2 separate regions of the Zea mays genome follow, and region 1 is linked to region 2. A link is a contact called in public Hi-C data. All regions are on one chromosome and are shown on one strand. The core of a region is the stretch at or near the end of the contact, and the rest is flanking DNA. Distances in the headings are between cores, read along the strand shown. Region 1 holds the start of sbp12 (SBP-transcription factor 12). Region 2 holds the start of LOC100382848.

What was found. Hi-C and Micro-C count contacts between places; a contact is called where the count stands out from the background.
Region 1: a contact with region 2 is called in a Hi-C map of ear, with 4 times the contacts expected there. The contact joins the promoter of sbp12 here to the promoter of LOC100382848 in region 2. A contact is called at or near these places in 2 of 25 Hi-C or Micro-C datasets (ear and leaf).

The regions. Positions count from the first base shown.
Region 1 is chr5:88,806,591-88,811,033 of Zm-B73-REFERENCE-NAM-5.0, reverse strand. sbp12 (SBP-transcription factor 12) reads right to left here and starts at 2,476. Exons shown (of 4, transcript NM_001136780.1): 1 at 2,063-2,476; 2 at 1,329-1,465; 3 at 725-958. The coding sequence starts at 2,376.
Region 2 is chr5:88,199,579-88,203,673 of Zm-B73-REFERENCE-NAM-5.0, reverse strand. LOC100382848 reads right to left here and starts at 1,467. Exons shown (of 8, transcript NM_001175544.1): 1 at 1,244-1,467; 2 at 40-274.

The DNA of each region.
Region 1 (4,443 bases), core at 1,227-3,726, 610 kb before region 2:
ATAAACGAAACATGGAGTAATTAATTATCTCAACAGTGATCTAGGACTTCAGAAACCTAGAATAGGTGAAACTAAACAAATAAAATAATGCTACCAAATATGATATTGATAGAAAAACATCTACGTTTTCTTGGCACTCAAAATCCATCATCGCTAATAACCAAGTCCCAATACCATTTTGGAGAAAATGGTATCAGTCCCTGCAACATTTTATTTCCCATAAATCCAACATAATCAAGTGTTTGCATCCTAAACTAACATGTGAATACAACTGACAGTTCAATTCTGGTAGCATTCTTCTTTTTTCTGGTAGTAAATTTACAGAGTAAAGAATCAAGCAACCTACAACAAAACATCTATAAGCCCAGTTTGAATAGAGGTATGGCAAGGAGTTCAGCAATCTTTGTTCCGCCATACATTCTATGCAGGCTAAATCATATGAATAGCTACAAAAATATTTTGACTTTTAAGTTCACAAGCTTCTGCAATGAAAATTCAAAGTACTCGTGTAATAATAATCAGCTTCCCATCTCTGCAAGCGATGATAAAATGGATAAAGGTCCCTTTTATGTGTCAACTGCGGAAGATGTTTTAGGTAAGGTCCGACTAAACCGGAGATGGTTTACAACCCTTTGTCAACAAATATGGCAAACCACTTAACAAAGCTTCTTCCTTGATGAACACATTTCTGCAGCAAGTATGGATAATGTTTGGAAAATCAAACCTTTCATTGGCCAAGGCTCATCTTTGCCATGGCTAAGTGTTGGAATAGCATTGAACATGTGAGATTTATCCAAATGAACTTGTCCAGTAATTGTCCCAACTTTTGTTGATACATCACTTATTTCCTTTGCATAAGGGGGCTTTAAGTCAGATGAGCTGTCCCATGGAGAAGTGAAGGGTCTTACATGGCTAACAGGAGCTTTATTCCAGACAAAACTTATTTGCCGCCTATCATCTGCAGTGGCAGAGAAGTTCAGGGATAAGAATATTTCACTTTATAAATAGGAGGTAAGAAGGTAGAATAATACAATTGAAACACGATAATCCTGCTAGCTGTATAGTACAAGATACATATATTACTAATCACGATACTCTCAAGTCCAATGCCTAGTTTCTATTTAATTACACGAAGAAACACAACAGACAACTTATTGCTAAGTATAAAAGATAGAAAGCTTGCCATTTGCGTAACAAGACATCTGTTTGCATGACGTACATGCAGATGAATCTAGAACCTGGCTAAGAGCCCATCACCACCATTTTTTCTAGTGTCCACTTCCACTGATAGCAAATTTCGAACAGTAGTCAAGATATGAAAACATTACCAAACAATGTCGAAGGCAGCTTTGCAGAGGCGAAGGTGAATGCATCTGGCTGAGGCTTCCGGCGGCGGGCATTGTGATCAGACAGACGCCTCCTGCAGCTCCTCTTCTTCTGATCAAACTCTGACAGCGCATGGAATCTGGATTGCCAGAACCCAAGCAATCAGCAAAAACAAAATAGACACTATTTATGGTTAAATGCCATGTAAAAGTGCAATACAGGAGATATATGCCTGCAATATTCACATAGTTTTAATGGAATAAAATAGACACGGGTCAGTAGCCCACAAAAAAACGCTCATCCCAAAAGCATACCCATATATCGAGAGCCATACCAAAACTGGAAAAGGGAAACAGGCATAGTAGCCATTTCTCATTTCACCCATGCGTACGATTCTCCACAACAAGTACAACAGTACCAATAGTGGAAAGGAAGCATCTTTCATTGCTAGATCAGGAAAAAAATGTAGTTCCGTACCCAAAAAAACGGCACAACCGCGCACGCAGCTCACGCGCCGTACACACACACAGCATGTAGCCACAAAACTAATAGAGAACACGTAAAAAACAACTGCTTGTCCAAACCAATCAACAAATCACGCGATAATTGCAGCGCAAAAGCGCGAACCATCGTTGCAGAAAGCAATCAAAGGAAGGAAGACGGAAGCAATCGCACAGAGCAAGCGAGAGAAGAGGCGTGGAGGAGGCAAGCGAGAGCAAGCGAGAAGACGACCCACCGGCTGCACTGCTGGCAGAACCGGCGCTCCTGGCCGGCGACGATGACGCGGGGGGACTTGGTGTGGGCCTCGCAGACGCGGTGCTTACGGTGGTAGTCCTTGACCCTGCTGAGGTCCAATCCGCACCCCTCGACCTGGCACCTCAGCTCACCTCCCCCGCGGTCCTCGCCGGCCCTGGCACGCTTCGCCTCCCGCTCCTTCCCGCCGCGCCGCGCCGGGGCGTCGCTGGAGGAGCCCGAGCCCGTGGCGGCGTGGTCTCCCCAGTCCCAGAGGAGGGGAGGCGATGAGGCGGGCTTCGGGGCCGTCCACTCCATGCGCCGCGGCGACGATTTGGGCTGGTCAATTCGGGATTTGGGGATCGAAGAGAGGATGGGAGAGGTGGTGAACAGTGTGGACTGTGGAGAAGACGAGATGGGGAAAGGGAATTTGGAATAGAAAAAAAAGGCAGGTCTTTTTTATATTTTGACCTCCTTTTTCTTTTTTTTTCTGTTCTTTTTTTTTGCATGTGCCTTTTGTTTCTTTTTTTTGAGGTATTTTTATACGGACAATTCTCAGTTTGCGTTTGCATCCCTTAAAAAAAAGATGTGTACCGCTTACGTATATGACCGTAGTGTTCAACTTCAGCATTAGCATCTTCATAGTTAAAAAAGGACTATTAAATTTAGGCCCTTAGTTTTGGCATCTTTCTCATTTCTACCCTTTGTTGTAATTTTTTTCTCAGTTTTACTCTTCTGCTCTATAGCGCTGGAAGGGCAAAACTGAGAAAAACCCACGACTAAGAATAAAAATGATAACACTAGCAAAACTAAGAGCATCACCTTAAAATCCGAAAAAACCAATAATTGTTTCTCAAAGGACTAAAAATATTAGGACCATATCCGTGAGTTTATCTAATACTTTCTATAAGGTCATTCTCAAGTGTCATGGGCATTAAATAGGCTATGGTATGACAGTGTATTTATTATGAAAGATATGAAATCAATTTCGTGGGGATGAAATCATGTGTACATTGTTTTTTCAAGATGTTTGTGTTTTGCATGTGACCTAGGAAACAATAAAGATGAAACTATGCACTGTGTGAGACTATTTCATCATAGTTTCAAACTTCCTTAGATGATGTGTCACTCTAGTTAATTGTGCCATGAAACTCCCATTGAGAAGGAAAAATTAACTATTTTAAGGTGGGTGACAAATTTTTTGCCATGTCAGTGACACATGTGTCAGTGGCATATGATTAAGAACATTTCGTAAAGATGGCAAATACTTAAATACCCCTATTGAGAATGACGTAATCTCACTCTAGAACATAGAGTAAAAATTTTGCATAGTTTTATACTTTTTTGTCTCTTCTATATTTGTATTAGGAATGGTATGGTATGTCTTATTCAAATATAGTGTTGGTACAAAAAGATGTGTGTATATGCAATCGTGTTTGGTTCAGCAATCTGAACCAAATTTATTGTAAGAAAATATAGAATCTCAATTAAACGGATATAACATTAAACAGATATAACAGTAGAATATATTTTTGAAATCTACATATTTCTCTAGTTTAATTTAGAATTACCTTCTATCCTAGATTTTTTATATTCTTGTCGTCAATGTTACAAATTATCATGCTATTATAGAATCTATAGTTTATAGTTGTTTAAACCAAATAAATTTTAGTTTTTTCATAATCGTCAGCTCACAACAGCTTTCGCAGCTCATAGCTAGAATCAAATTTCCAAAAAATCTACAACTGAATCAAATAGACCCACAATGTTCACCTTAGCATTTAGAGCATGTTCATAGTTTTAAAATTTTGTTAAATCAATGAATTTTAAAGGGCTAAAAATATTAGGAGCATATTCGTGAGTTTCTCTAATAATTTCTAAAATCTCACTCTAAAACATAGAAGGTAAGATCATCCTAACTAGTTTTGCTTTTACTTATAACTTTTTTTTCTTAACTGCTTAATTTTGTAGCTTACAATTCCCATACCTTAATAGATCTATATACTAAGACCAAAGTGTTACAACAATGTGTTATATGCTACTAAACTCAATAGTTATACCATATATTTATATAAGAAAGAAAATTTCTCTGCTCCTTTAAAGCATGAGTTTTGTGCACGTGTGTCACGCGTGAAGTGTGTAGATCTGATTCCCCCATGTCTCCCCAAACAATCAGATAAAGTAAGTCTTACTCTTGCATGCGCAACCAACCATGCAACCACCACGAGCACTTTCTCCTCTTCCTCCTCCTCGGTGTTGGCGTCATATATTAACCTCCAACCTCTCATCTTTTTGCTCGTTTCTGTCTCTTTCACCTAGATTCTTCTGTACCGCCACAGAGGACATCAAGTAGGCCATTTTGATACGCCTCGAGCTGCTGCCGTG
Region 2 (4,095 bases), core at 218-2,717:
TTGAGCTGCTAAAATGTAGGTGATTGTAAAAACTGGTACCTATGTCACCTTCTTGCCTCTTCTTCTAGCTGCATCAACCGAACACAAAACATAGACACAGAGTTATAGAGACCCCATCCAATAGGTTTCTCTGTTCCATCAGCTACTAGAACAATATCGCCAGATTTCGGAGGAGGTCGACCGATTATCCTATTAACAGCACCGCTATACACCATTGGGCTCCCATCTCGGAATATTTGGGTCTTCCCCTTCTTTAAAATGACCTTTGCCAAACCTAAACAAGGAAGCATGTTTAAAGCTAGTCTTTACTTCAATTGAAGTGAAGTCACTAAGTCAGATAGCTATTAACCAATCAAAAAGATGTTTGGTATTACAGTGCGCCAATTTCTGAATGAGATGAGCTCTAGCCAGCCGATGGAGGAGGCTGACCTTTGTAAAATGATTTAGAAATTTATTAATAACTTTTATGCTGCTGGTACCATTGTTTCTTAATGTTGCATCAAATAACAAAGTGACACGAAATATATATGCCACCCAGGAGCACTAGAGTTTTGAATAAATATCCGGGGAAAAGGATATGATGGATTGGAAGAAATCCCGGTCCCTGGTGATTAGTGGGGTGTTTGGTTTGAGTAATGAGCTAGTCCATCATCTTCTCACTCCTAACTTTTTTGTTTGGTTTGTGGAATGAAATGAGTTGATACATCACCACCTTATTCCTCATAGTTAGTTAATTAGTACTAATATGTGGAATGAAGTCATCCCACCAAATTTGAGAAATGGACCCATGATGCACCATTTCATTTTGGATGGAGTGGTTCCTCAAACCAACACCCCATAAGAGAAGCAATCTTAGCAAAGGCAGTTCTCAGTTCTTACAGGAGCGAACCTTTTATTGGCAGATGCTCTATAAGCTGAAGCTAGTAAGCTACAATCAGACGCCTCGCCCGCATAAACCTAGCACTTAATTTCGCTGCTGCGTAAAAACTGAAAGCAATGCACTCTCCCCTTGCATTTCAGTAAACAGGAAGCAACATGGCCGTTGCCAGTTGCGTTGGTAGGCACACCAAGCCATCTTCTTGGCGGGATTTAACTCCGCTCGCGCCGCGCACCACACAATGAGGTGAAGGAGACAAATCGGCGCTAGCTCTAAGCAACAACATGGGATGAAGCTGGGGCGCGAGAACTGTTCGACAGTATGCGGCAGAGATAGGCAGAGATATGTGAAACAGAAAGGAGCGACCTCTGTGCTCGGCGGCGAGGTCTTCCAGGGTGGACGAAGAGGAGGAAGCGGAAGCGACGGTAGCGGCGGCGTAGGCTGCGGAGGAGGATCTCCTGGAGAGGCGGGACCTGACGAGCGCGGGCACCGATGCCGGTGCCGTGCCGCCGCAAGCGCGAAGGCGCAGCATCGCCGCGTGCTTGAGTTTTCGCCCAGATGGCTGCAGAGTCTCTTGCTTGCAGGTGGATATCTGCTCGACTGCCACCGCTGCGATTGGTGGGCCCTTTTATTGGCCCCGCACACCACAAAGTTTTGGATGGTTTTGCACTTGAAAGCTCGCCTGCTTGATTTTCTTGGGATATTTGCATCTTTGTCATAAATTTAAAAGATAAATGATCATTCAGAAGCTAGACTTTAAAAAATCTTTTGATAAGGTGGAGTATGATGTCATTCTACAAATACTACAACATAAGGGTCTTAGAGAAAAATGGATAGCTTAGACCGTGTTTGCTAGTTCATTCATACGGTCACTCAAAACATTATTTTACACTGTAGAGTGCATGGTTTGTAAAGTGTAGTTTGAATATAGAGATGAGGGTAGATAAGTTCTTGGAGATAGTCTTACAGTAAGTCGATAACGAGCCTGGGCACTTAGGTTCGACTAAACGAAGTGTCTTGGAAAGCCTTTCATTGTAAGAGAAGAGAGACAAGGTGGCCCCTTATTGTTAGTTCTATTTGTTTTGGCTACAGATCTTCTACAAAGCATAATCTAAAAAATCATGTTATAAAGAAAAAATTAGCTACCGTTCCTTTTTCTTATCATTCCTTTTTTCTGACGAATCATAGCAAAGAATATTGGTTTGTTAGAACTTCCTTTGAGACAACGAGATGGTGATGATTCCCAAAAGTGTAATATGCTAATGATACTTTTCTTATCATGGAAGCCTGCCCCAAGTAACTCTTTGCTCTCAAAGCACCTCTGAATTCTTTTGTTGAATCAATATGTCCTAGGGTTAATTATGCAAAGTCAAATGTCTACCCAATTAACATTTCTCAGAAGAAACTAGAACATCTTGCTCGAACTTTTAATTATCAAACACTGACTTTTCTTTTTACCTATTTGGGGCTACCTTTGGGTGTCACAAAACCAAAGATCGAGGATTTCTCACCACTGATAAACAATAAGGCTTTCTTCTACTTTGCAATTCTTATCTCAAGCTGGGAATTGGAAATGGTTAGCTCATGTTTGTCTTCTCTGCCTACTTACAACATGTCTACATATGTACTCTTGAAAGTCGCCTAGAGGGGGGTGAATAAGCGGAATCTGATTCGTAGTAGACCACTTTCTTCATCTTCTTCTTCTTCTTATCGCCACTCTGATGTGACTTGACACGGGGAGGGGATTCCTCCTTGCCTTTAGCTGGACTCCCTTGATGGAGCCTTCCCGTGGCTTGTGGCCTTCTCGTCGGTTTCCATCTCCCTCTTGGCGGATCCTCCCGACATCACTTCGAGTGGTTAGACTCTAAATGAAGTACCGGGCTCCGATACCAATTGAAAGTCGCCTAGAGGGGGGTGAATATGCAAAATCTGAAATTTATAAACTTAAGCACACACTACAAGTCGGGGTTAGCGTTAGAAATGAATCTGAGTCCGAAAGAGAGGGGAAAACAAATCAACCAAGAAATAAAGCGGATGAACACGGTGATTTGTTTTACCAAGGTTTGGTTCTAAAGAACCTAGTCCCCGTTGAGGTGGTCACAAAGACCGGGTCTCTTTTAACCCTTTCCCTCTCTCAAACGGTCACCTAGACCGAGTAAGCTTTCTCCTTAATCAAACGGGTCACTTAGACCCCACAAGGACCACCACACACTTGGTGTCTCTTGCTTTGATTACAAGTCACTTAAGAACAAGAATGAGGAAGAAAGAAAGCGATCCAAGAAACAAGAGCGCAAAGAACACGAACAAACTCTCTCTTAAGTCACTAGGTGAGTGGAATGTATTTGGGACTTGGAGAGGCTTTGATTCTATTGAAAATGTGTCTTGGAGTGAATGCACTAGCTCTTGTATTGAATGTGAAGTGCTGGAAACTTGGATGCTTGGAGTGGTGGTGGTTGTGGGTATTTATAGCCCTCAACCACCACATAGCCGTTAGGAATGGCTGCTGTCGATGGGCGCACCGGATAGTCCGGTGCGCCACCGGACACTGTCCGGTGTGCCAGCCACGTCACCCAACCGTTAGGGTTCGGGAGCTTCTGACTGTTGGAGGCATTGTCCTCTAGTGGCACCGGACAGTCCGGTGCCGCACCGGACAGGCACTGTTCAGTGTCCGGTGCGCCTCTAACGGGCGGCTCTGCTCTGTCGCGCACTGTTGCGCGTTGTTCCTCTGAATCGTCTGCTTTTGCAGGCGACCGTTGCACGAAGTAGCCGTTGCTTCGCTGGTGCACCGGATAGTCCGGTGGCACACCGGACAGTCTGGTGAATTATAGTGGAGCACGCTGGTTGAAACCCGAGAGTGGCTGTTTGGACTCTGTACGGTCCTGGTGCACCGGACACTGTCTGGTGGCACACCGGACAGTCCGGTGCGCCAGACCAGGGCACACTCGGTTTCTTTGCTCCTTTGATATTGAACCCTAACTTCAATCTTTTATTGGTTTGTGTTGAACCTTTATGCACCTGAAGAACATATAATCTAGAGCAAACTAGTTAGTCCAATATTTGTGTTGGGCATTCAACCACCAAAATTAATATTAGGAAAAGGTTAACTCTATTTCCCTTTCAATCTCCCCCTTTTTGGTGATTGATGCCAACACAAACCAAAACAAATATATAAGTGCAGAATTGAACTAGTTTGCATAAGGTAAGTGCATAGGTTACTT